2 separate regions of the Rattus norvegicus genome follow, and region 2 is linked to region 1. The links are chromatin contacts, called in public HiChIP or PLAC-seq maps. All regions are on one chromosome and are shown on one strand. Each heading gives the region's core, a stretch centred on a gene start, on an enhancer-like site or on the middle of the called end of the contact. The rest is flanking DNA. Distances are from core to core; before and after follow the strand shown. Region 1 holds the start of Rnf4 (ring finger protein 4). Region 2 holds the start of Mxd4 (Max dimerization protein 4).

Region 1 (5,445 bases), core at 1,280-3,779:
TCTGAGCTGGAGGCCAGCCTGGTCTACAGAGCAAATTCCAGGACAGCTGGGGGTAGACAGAGAAACACTATTGGAAAGAATATAAAAAAAATCCCTTTCCATTCAAACAAACAAACAAAATATGCCCAATTATACTACCACTTCCTAGCCCATTCTAACACAGATCTTCCCCCTTTTGTTTTTTTTTTTTTTTTAAATTTTTTTTTTCTGGAGCTGGGGACCGAACCCAGGGCCTTGCGCTTGCTAGGCCAGCGCTCTAACCACTGAGCTAAATCCCCGACCCGATCTTCCCCCTTTTTCCTCATCTTAAAAAATTAAATCTATGAGGTCCTTTGCTTCTGTTTTTCATACTAAGTCAAAGCAGTCCCTTGAACTTTTTTCCTCACCTATTAGAGGGGTTCTCTGTGAAAACAGGTGTGGTTTGTGCCACCTAATCAAGGTCAAAAGGGAACCCCTGCTATTTTGGGTTTTCCTTTAAGGTGTGCCTCAGACTAGCCAGGTAGGTGTCTAGGATTTGAGAAAGCAGCGTCTGGGAGAGATGTGTTCAGAGGGGCAAGAGAGCTGACTGTTACACTGTTAGATAAACGAGAGCTGGAAAGATGTGAACTGGCTGCTCACAACTGCAATTCCAGCTCCAGGGAATCCAATATCCTCACACACACATACACCGGAAAAACACAAATTCACAAAATGAGGAAAGATACCTTTAAAGGGATGGAGCAAGGGTAAGGATCTTTATAAGTCGTGTGAATGGGGTTGCAAGCAGTTCACATCAGATCTAAGAAACAGAAACTTACTAATTACAGATAGAAACTTTAACTTGCAAGGACTTAACATAGGACAAATAAAACTTTTTTGATTTTTTGTTTTTGTTTTTTTGTTTTGTTTTGTTTGAGGCAGAGTTTCTGTATAGCCTTGGCTGTCTTTGAACTAGCCTATAGACTAGGCTTGGCTCACACTTAAAGAGATCTGCCTGCCTCTCCCTCCTGAGTGCTTGGATTAAAGGTGTGGGCCACCACTGTCTGCTAGAAAGTTAGAACTGTTTTACTGCAAACAGAACCTTTAACCTATAAGGTATAGTATTCTTGTTTTGGTGTATTCCTGTTCTGGTGTCACTTAAGTATTCAAAACTTTTTTTTTAATAAAAAAAATCTACATTTTTCTTACAAATGTAAGTTCTCTTTATTCCAATTTATAACATTTAGAAAACATGCTCAAAACATCAAAACACATTTTACACTGGAGTCAGATGTGTTATTTATCATACACTTTTTTCATACACTTTATCATTCATATATATATATATATATTCATATAATTCCACAAGACCTCAGAGGTTGTAATATTGCAAATACTAACAGTCCGGTTTTAATCTGCTTTGCCATGCTAATCAAATCTCCCAGGATGTATACCCCCATAGAAGCAATTCAACCACATTTAGGACAATCTTCAGATAGTCTGAGGGTCCCCATCCCTTTCTTTCTAGTTACTATTTATCTATGGATAGATCATTTTCCAGTTGCTAAACCCATGCCTCAACCTAGCCCAGGGGCAGGTGCTCAAGAAAAACAGCGTTCTAGCAGCATTCTGTTTTGCTGCCCTGCAGCAGGACCTAGCATGCACATATATTACCTGTTAGCCCTCACATTCTTTCACAGAAGTAAAAAGGATATTGAGATTTGCCTAAAATCATTATACTGGTTTTCAGATTGAGGTAAGGGAGATTCATCTACAACACGAGATGCCCTCAGACCCAATTCCAGGCCAAGGTCTTGCCTGAGGCCTGCCCTTCTTAGCCATTCTTCAGTGGTGTTTGAGTTCTCATTTGAGCCGTGCCTTCCTCACCCCTCGCCTCTGCTCCTGACACACTGGGCGGCTAACCAGCAGTCTCCTGGACTTGCACAGCTCTACTCTCCCCCGGCTTTAGCACACAAAATGTCTAGCTGGACGTTCTCTTCCGTCTAGTGTTCAAGCTTCCTCCAGGTAGGCCTCCCAAACCTATAGGTGAGCCCCTGGCCTCCGGATGATGGTACCCGTGAGAAGGAGAGCCGGGAACCGACATGCCCACTCAGAGTCTGGCATTTACGGTGCAAATCCGGGTCTGGTTGCCTGTGGATCAGCAGAAAATTGGGACCTTATGCGAGTCTCCCGTAGGCCTCATTAACGACAAAGGAGACTGAGAAGGGTATGGAATGACTGATAGGGATTGTGGCTTAGTGCTAGGTGCAGCCGGAGGGCTATAGTAAAACAGGTCAGAAGTCAAACGAAAAGTAAAACAACCAGTAGGCAAGCTCACGAGGATGCCCCAGCAACGACTCCGCCAAGTTCTCGTGGGAGGAGCGCGACCGGCGGTACTCTCGCGGGAAGTGGAAGCTCCCGCAAGCAAGCGGGGGCGTGGCCGGAAGAAGGTGCATTTCAAAGTGGTAATAGATGGTTTTCTCACCCAATAAAATTGCAACTTCTCCTTCCTAAACCGGTAGAGCACGAGAGTAAAGGCGGGAGAGGGCGGGCCGGTGCCGGACGAGCGGAAGTGGGTCTTCGTGAGACGGTGGAGTCTTGCTTGAGCGGGTCTCCTCAGCGGCTGCTGGATTAGGTGCGTCCTTGCTCGAGCGCGGTGGCCAAGGCGTTTGGCTGATAACACCAACTCCAAGTAAGGGTAAGCTTCGCAGGATGGAGGCGGCGGGTGCGGGCTGTGCGGGCGTGGAGCGCGGGCGGCCTCTTGGCCTGCCTTGGGGTTGGTGCCCGCCCGCCTGTCGCGGAGCCGCGCCTCTTGGGGTTGGGCCCTCTGCCTACTGTCCGGGAGAGCGCGCGATTGTCGGAACATGGAGCGCCGCACTCATCGGAAGTAGGGAAATCTCTGTGTGGGGCTCCGCTCACCAACCCACAGCCTGGCCGGAGAACCTTTTTTGCAAAGTAGGAAGGGAAACTGAGGCTCAACGAGGGGAGGGGGGGCGCCCAAGGTCACCCATTTGGCTGGGCGGGCGGATCGGCGAAAACCTGAGCTAGGTTTTTGTTCCTTGCTGACGACGCAGCCTTTGTGTGTTGGCGTCGCGCCCCGCCTTCTTGAGGCCTGCGAGTTTGCTGGGGCACCCAGGCCGCGTGGCGGGCCTTATCTAAGCTGCGAGAGAGCCGAGGACGCTTGCGGGCCTTGGAACTGAATGGGGTTTGGGCTTCCAGAAGCCGCTTTCGGCCCCCTATGGTTAGTAAGGCGTGCGTTTGAGACTTAGAGCCCAGCCCTTAAGCCCTCTCGGGGTCTTCCCTCAGGGCACATATATACTCAGGAATAGGAAACCACATGATCCTTAACCTTTAACACTGTTTCCTGTGGACGCCATTGTCCACATTTTGATTCGAGGGGGGAGGAGTTCAGATCTGGGCTGGGCGTTTCTGCCCCCTTTTTTTAAAAAACTCGTTTTTACCCATGGGCGTTTTAAGCTTCATTTCTTCGGTCTGGCCCTCCGTTTAGGTTGCCCAAGTGATTGGGGAGACTGAGGTCTACAAAAGCTAGGTAGTCTGAGGTCTTTCAGCCTGCAGATTGACTCTTGTTCCTGACAATAGTGAGAGGGAACTTCTCCAACCCAGACCCTACACACACCTGGTGCTTTTTCTTTTTAATGGATGGAGAAAACACTTGGGATCCGGTGTACGTGTGAGTTCGATATGAAATGAGTGCAAAGTCGTCTTGCTTAACCTTTGTATTTATACTTGAGCCCGCAGCTATAATTTTCTAAAAAGCCTCATTTTTAAACAGTGCTAATCACTTTTTGGGTGGGGGCTTTTCCAGACAGGGTTTCTATGTGTAGCCCTGGTTGTCATGGAACTCACTCTGTAGACCTGGCTGGCCTCAAACTCAGAAATCCCCCTGCCTCTGGTTCCCAAGTGCTGGGATTAAAGACACGGTTGACTACATTTTTTACAGTTCTCAAATAATGAGTTTTTTTTTTTTTCTATCAGGGGACCTCTTATAACAATTTTCTAAATACTTTGAAGAGTGCTTGTGATTCCAGCCTTTCAGAGGTAGGGGAAGTAGAATCAGGAATCTAAGGTCATTCTTGTTGGGTTCTATGTGGAATCGAGGCTAGCCTGGGCTACTCCGAGACTCCCATTGCAAAAACAGTTCTGGTTTTGTTTGTTTCCTTGCTTATTTGGTTGTTTTGTTTTTCCCCTAAGGAAAGTTGATTTCTTGGTGAGTATGTTTATTTCATTCCTGAACAGTCAAGGGGTATTGTTTTGTTGGGACTGGAGATTGAACATAGAGCTTGATGCATGTTAGGCAGCTCCTCTACTGCTGAGTTACATCTCTGGCCCTCTTTGTATTCATTGCCAATACTGATGTGTGTATATGATGTGAGCACCCGTGTGCCTTGATGTGTGTTTGGTGGTGAGAAGACAACTTGCTAAGTCTACTCTTTCTGGTTTGTTTTTTTTTTTTTTTTTTTTTTTTTTTTTGGTTCTTTTTTTCGGAGCTGGGGACCGAACCCAGGGCCTTGCGCTTCCTAGGCAAGCGCTCTACCACTGAGCTAAATCCCCAACCCCCTCTTTCTGTTTTTTTATGAGATTACTTCGGTTTCAATTAATTTATCAGGTCTCTATATAGCAAATGTTTTACCTGCTATGTATGGTAAACCAACTCCTCATTTTACTTTTTGAGATAGATAGCATTTCCCTAAGTTACCTAGGCTGTCCTTGAACTTCTTTGATAATCCTGGCAGGCTTTGAATTTGGCAGTCCTCCTGACTCAGCTTCTGGTGTAACTGAGATCATGGGATTATATAGCATCAGAGCCTGTAAGAATCTTACTACCTTGCCTCTTTGTTTCCTGATAGAGACTATAATTTTACATATATTGAAAGAATCCATCCCCCCCCCCCCCAGATCTGAAACTCTTCATATCCCTCAAGAAATAAAGTATAGCCAAACTGGTGGCTAATGCTTGTAATCCTGTCTATTCAAGAAGCTGAGGCAAGAGGATCACAAATAACTGGGCTGAGGAATGAGTTCTGGGCAAGTGAGTTAGCCTCACTCTCCTCTCTGTGGGTGTGGGGTACATATGCCTCCAGAGACCAGGTCTCTAGGCCTTAGGCTTCCTGTCTACCCCATCTCCCCAACAAACACACTCACTCAGTAGGGTTTACAGGTGAGCACTCTGCTGTGCCTAAGCATTTGTATATTGGAATCTGAACTCAGATTCTTATATAATGGAGATATGTAGCTCAGTGATAGTTCACGTATTAGCATGTGTTAAGCCCTAGGTTCAAATTAAAATACCTTTCCTGCCATTTCTCCCCAGTTAACTTGCTATCTCTTCAAAGCATCTAATGAGCAACATAATTTAAATGCAGTTTCATTAAGAAAAACACAACCTTATTTTTTGGTTTTGACAAGTATACTAAATGCAGTGGAGTATTTGATTAGAGATATGGATGGACAGTGGTGGTGCAGGCC
Region 2 (5,784 bases), core at 2,985-5,484, 140 kb before region 1:
AGAGCTACTGCCTACTATCTCTCAGGGGCTTTCCCTGGTCCTGGCATGGGGTCTACTGCTTATGGGACTACTTGGCCTAAAATACCGCTTCCACTTAGACAGCTACTGGCAGCCACAAGTATCTCCTTCATCTCCCAACTCCCAGGGTTTAGCCACACCTTGCCACTACTAACAGAGGAAGACAAATGACAAAATGAGGTAGCCTCCTGGGCCACCAGCCATACCAGGGGGTGACTAGAACCAGGGTACAGGGATAAAGCCTGGGCCTGCTGTCTTCCCATGATGCTCCAGTCATGCAGAGCTCCTTAGAAAACAGACCCCAAAAAGCACAGAGGTAAGGGGGAAAAGGGATGAATCCCCTACCAAGGCCATGGTACTGAGAGCTGAAACAAAGTTTCCATGGTACTGAGAGCTGAAACAAAGTTTCCAAATGGAGCTTAGGCATACCCAATCACACCCGTGTCCTCTTCCAGGGAGCCAACTCAGACTGCTACCAGCACAAGGAGCTTCAAGTCCTTGGTACCTATCCAGTTCTGACCCCAAGCTAAACACCAAAGAATATGGCCTGAGCCCAGCCTTTGCCTGCCAATCCAAAAATGTCTGAGGATAGGACCCTAGTCCCCTCTAGAACTGGCTTTTCCAGAACCTAGAGCATAATGGCCTGGCAACCCAGGCCAACAAATGTACCCCCTTCAGCGTGGGGGTTGGGGAGGCAGCTCACATGGGAATGGGGGTACCACTTACCTGTGCTTTTCTAGTTCGTTGTGTGAAGACCTGTTTAGAGAGATAGAAAGACAGGGCTCACTCCGAGGCCCAACAACAGGAGCATAAATAACAGTGGCTCTTTGTAGAGGGCTAGGAACCCTCACACAGTGGCTAGGAGGACGTAGGTCCAGGATATTTCTGGATGCTGAGAGCTAGGGCAGGTATACAGCTGTCCATCAAAGGCTGGGGGAACCTTACACTGAATTGTGAGGATTGGGGTCAGGGGATGGGGGAGAAAGGCACAGAGATACAAGTAGATCTAAGGGTCCCATAGCCACACAGACCACCCAGTGAGGCCTATGGTGTCTGTAGCTGGCATTGGGGATGCCCAGGTGCCCAGCCACCTTTCCTTCTCTGCTCCTCTTTCTCTGAGGCCAGCTGTGTCCTTATAAGTAATACAAGCCACACACAGAGAACCAATGGCAGAGGAGCACGATACACGAAGGCCGGCCCTCAGAAGACAAGATGATCCTGTCCTCCCCTAGCCGCTCTGTCATACAGATAGGAATATCCAGAAGAAAGCTTTTAAAGCCAAGTCAGCTTGCAGGGGCATTTGTGAGAAATGCATGCTTTCTGGGCCTATAGGTACATAGCAGGACACAGACGATGGCCACTCCCCCTTCTCTCAGGAGCTGCATCATGCTAGAACATGTAACCCTGAGACCAACTTTACCTTCCCAGGGAACAGTGACTCCAGGGACTGTTTGAACCCCACTGGCCAAGCCCATTCCCCCAGACCAGACTTCCGAACACCACAGCTGTCATTCAGGTTTCCAAGTGGCTCTCTCAATCTAAGGGAATGCCACAGACCAACAAGGTCCCCAGGCTGCTGCATATATGAGCAGAAAGCTCAGGACACACTCAGTCAGCCCTAGGCTCTCCCTGTGTTCTGCTACTGCCTACCTGTCCTTTCCTCTGTTGCTCTAGAGCTTGGATCTGGGATCTTTTAAAAGTGTGCACACTCCACCTGCCCCATCATCTACTGGAGCCATTAGGGTACAAGCTCACCCATCTTCCCTCAGGCCCTGCTGATTCCTGGGCTCTCCCGGGTACTTCCAAGGCTCTCCCAAAACCTGCTAGTCACTTGGACCAGCCCAGAGCCTCAGAATCCCTCCACAGGCCAATCAGAGCCAAGAAGGCAGTGCAGAAACTGCTCGATGGCCTCTGAAGAATTGCCTTTCAGTTCTCCAAATGGCAGCCTGACTGGGTCTGTAGGTCTACTAGTTTGTGTAGCAGGTTAGGGTCAGCAGAAGGAGCCTTCGGTGTTGAGGAGCTCCCTCAACTCCTGTACTAGAAGATACTACTTGTCTTGCCAGCTCCCGATCCTGGACTAGAGGGCCACCTTTTAGCAGCATGGGGGTTGACCTTTCTTGGAACTCGTCCTGAGTTTGTCACACAAATTCTAAAAAGCACCTGTGCCCGAGGAGAGGCCATGGTTGTGTCAGATGCTGCCTGGGCACCACCTGGATCTGACCCTTCTGCTTCCATTCTCAAAGAACCTCACCCTAAAGGCTGACTCAGGCACCCTCCCATGGGTGACCTATCCATCTCTCACACTAGCCTGCCATACCAGGGCCTGTCCTTCAATTTGCCAGGACACAGAAGCCTTATAGTTTCAGAACTTCCCTTCCACATCTGGAATCCCAGCTTTTCAACTGAGCTGGCTGAGAATAGACTCTGAGCAATGACCGAGGAGGGAAGGGCTGTGTCTGCCTGCCACCCCTCAGGCTTTAGGCCTTGAGGGAGTACATTCTGTCCAAGGAAACTTTAGGGGAGGTGCACCCAAGTCAAGTCAGAGAGGCCCTTTGCAGCCCCTGCCCCTTGCACCCAGTTCTCCACCCCAGCAGAAAATGGAAGGCTAGGACCTCATCCAGGAACAGGGAACAAAGGTGGTTAAGTGGCCCTGCACGAGTAATTGCATCTGTCTATGCCTTGGCTTCCTCAGTTGTAAAATGGAGATCAAAATAGGGCTTCATTTACAAGGCTGGGTCAGACTGCTTACTTGTGTATATGGCAGAAGCATTCAAGGGCCTCAGCTCAGGAATGCTACCATTCCTATCAGCTGTGGGTACTCCATGCCACAGGAACCTGAGCTCTCAATCTGGGCTTCGGGGCAGACAGAAGCTGGGGCCAGGCCATCTCACTGTGGAAGCTTGGGACAGTGAGGCATCCAGCACACTTATGTCCTTCTGCAAACTGCCCAAAGCAGGAGACCAGGGGCTGGGGCTCAGGCAGTTGCTAATTCAACCAGTTCTTTGCCAGGCCCAGGACACCACAGAAATGGGTCCTTGTGCCAGCCTCTCTGTTTCCCAAGAACAGACAGGCCACAGGAATGAGCCGCACCCTCTGCCAAGGGGCCCTGAAGCCCCCAGCCTGCCAGGGAAGCTCTCACACTGACCACACAGGAGTAGCTGGGCCAAGGTTGGCCCCCTAGACAGTGTCAGGTGTGCCATGGCCCCCACTGCAGCCAGGAAGGTGGAACCTTTAGGAGTCCCTAAACCTCAGCTTCAGGGCTTCCTCCAAGCACAAGGGCAAGGCAAAGAGAGTGTAGTTGGGCCTGGGGACTTTTGGGAGAAGTAGCTCCCTGCAGCACTTCGCGACAAAGACAGCCCTATACTTGTAGTTGGAGTTTCCCTGTCAATAGGCTGCGCAGGACCCGTAAGTACCAAGGGAGAGATCTCTGTCCAGGCTCCTGGGGATAAGGTGCAGGGCCTAAGTGCAATGCCAGCTCTGAGAAGTGCAAGGGAGGGAGGAGTCCCCAGTTCGGCCCAAACGAGGGAGTAGCGGTCGGCACCAACTGACAACTCCTCTCCGGTCTGGAAAAGTCCAGAACGGCTATAGGCGAGCGCGGCCGCTGTACGCGTGGCACTGTTTACGGCGGCGGGGAGGCGCGGCCGCGGGAAGATGGCGACGCGCGGGCGGGGCCGGCACCTCCTCCAGGCCGGCCGCCCGGGTGCGCGCAGGACTACACTGGGGACGCGGAGAGGACGGGGGACACTCGGGCGGGGCTGGCCTGAGCTGGCTTGGCACAGCGCGCGGGGGTGGGAGGTGGGGGTTGGGGGCGGTACCTGTTGTTCGGGGCCTTGCGCACCAGGCCGGCCGTCTTTGTTTTCTTCCTGGCGAAGTCACCGTCGAAGGGCAGCACCGAGGCGTAGCCGTGCTCGGCCTCTGCGGGACAGACGGTGCGGTCAGCAGCCCCCTGCGCCCGCCCGCCGCCCACCCACCCTGGCACAAAGGGGCGCGGGCTACCTCGGTCCCTACGCTCCAGGTACTCGGCCGCCTCCAACAGCAGCAGCAGAGAGTTCAGCTCCATCCTGCCGCCCGCGCACGGGACGGCGGCGGCGGCTGCCCGGCGCGCTCCTGCCGGCTCTGCTCGCCGCACGCCCCGCGCCTGGCGGCACACCAGCGCGACTCGCGGACTCCAGCGCTGGGCCGCCACCCTCCGCCTCAGGCCCTCAAATTGACACATAAGTAGAGCAGCAGTCGACACAGCCAATGGGTGTGTGCGCTCTTTCCTAGGGGGCGGGTTCTTGGCAAGCCTTGGCCAATAGGGACTGGCCGAACGCCTCGGGCAGGGCTGAGAATGTTGACAGATGCGAAGCTTGACTGGGATAGGCTGGCTCCAGTAGTAACAATTTAGAAGCCCAAGCTTAGCAACAGCACGTGGTGGCCCAGCCCCAGTGTTCGCTGACTGGCGGCCATCGTGCATGTTAAGTAGGCATTGCACACCGATTGGGCCAGATCGGTCTATGTAAATTGGGTCCCCGGACCAATGGCGGGCGACGGGGCGTGGGGCCAATGAGGACGCCCGGGCAAGACGGGTTGCCGAGAGGAAGCACTGCGCGGTGGGACTGCTGCCCGGCCTACGCGGGGGCCAGGAGGACGTGGACCGTGTCTCGGGAGACACCCCGCAGGATGCGCTGCGGACACGCGCCCCGGCGCTTTGTCGTGCCCATGCATGTCGTGCGCAACGACCTGTTGCCGGGAGTCAGCTGTACCATAGTCTAGGTGGAGGACTGGGCTTGGGGCCTGATTGGGGCGGGAGCTGGGATCTTGCTTAAGAACTGCAAATGACACCTGTCTCTGCTTGAATAGTGGCTTCTGGGGGAGGCTAAAACTTGGGACGGGGACGCAGACCTTTGGAATCTAAAAGCCTCTTAGATATCAGACCCAAAGTAGGTAGGATCAGCAATCAGGGGTGAAAAGGAAGGTCACCAGGCTTAAGGAAAAGGCACCAAGACCTACTGACACTACTGCGCGAGAGGGATCCGGGAGTGTAGTCTGCTTACGGTGCTTGGTCTGAGGGTAGGGCCATTCCAAGAGCCAGGCTATGGTGATAAGAGAGTGAGCTTTTCAGCAAGCTCCTGGCTGTCTTGGTCACTCTAAGCCCTAATTACCCGGACTCCTCAGACTGGCCTATAGATAGATGCATGGGGGAAGGGAAGCTCAAGATGCCTTAACACCATCTTTGTATCCAACCCCTCCCACCTCTTGATCCTCTCCGTGTTTTTAGGTTGAGGACAAAACAGCAGGCAGGAGAGGTGTGTGGGAAATAAGGTGGCTAGACAGCAACCCTTAAAATGGAAGGGGGCTACTGTAGCAAACAATAAAAATTAACATTGATCTTTACTTTATGACCAGCCTTATACATGCTTCCTTGTGGATCTCCATATGCCCAATATGCAGATAAGGAAACTTGCAGAGCCCCCTTGAAATAGAAAAATGGAGATTAGTGCTCCCACACTCAGGGCTGTTAACAATCTGGGAATGTGGAAACCAGAGCCACCTCCCTCCCAGTCTGGGTGTGAGCCACAGATGTCTGACCTGTGGGGCAGGATTAAGAATAACAGGTGCTCAGACAGAGCCCTGCAAAAAACAAAAGAGGAACCTTATGCTGCCATAAACAGTCCTGTATAGGCACTGAAAGAACTCCCTGGTGTTGGCTGAAGTGCCTCCCTGACCAGCCCCACAAGCACTCTGGGGCCACGGCAGATAGAGCCCACCAGTCTGTAGAACTGC

Evidence for each region. HiChIP or PLAC-seq counts read pairs in DNA pulled down with a chosen protein or histone mark.
Region 2: an H3K27ac HiChIP or PLAC-seq map of oligodendrocytes shows a contact between it and region 1, with 3 times the contacts expected there. The contact joins the promoter of Mxd4 here to the promoter of Rnf4 in region 1. A contact is called at or near these places in 3 of 12 Hi-C or Micro-C datasets (the A7r5 cell line, frontal cortex and mammary epithelial cells) and 1 of 1 datasets of contacts at active chromatin or transcription factors (oligodendrocytes).

What each region holds. Positions count from the first base shown.
Region 1 is chr14:80,644,222-80,649,666 of GRCr8, reverse strand. It overlaps Rnf4 (ring finger protein 4), which reads left to right and starts at 2,529. Exons shown (of 8, transcript NM_019182.2): 1 at 2,529-2,650. It overlaps Cfap99 (cilia and flagella associated protein 99), which reads left to right. Exons shown (of 21, transcript XM_063273839.1): 16 at 1-2,656.
Region 2 is chr14:80,785,231-80,791,014 of GRCr8, reverse strand. Mxd4 (Max dimerization protein 4) reads right to left here and starts at 4,234. Exons shown (of 6, transcript NM_001394732.2): 1 at 4,015-4,234; 2 at 3,834-3,933; 3 at 745-774. The coding sequence starts at 4,078.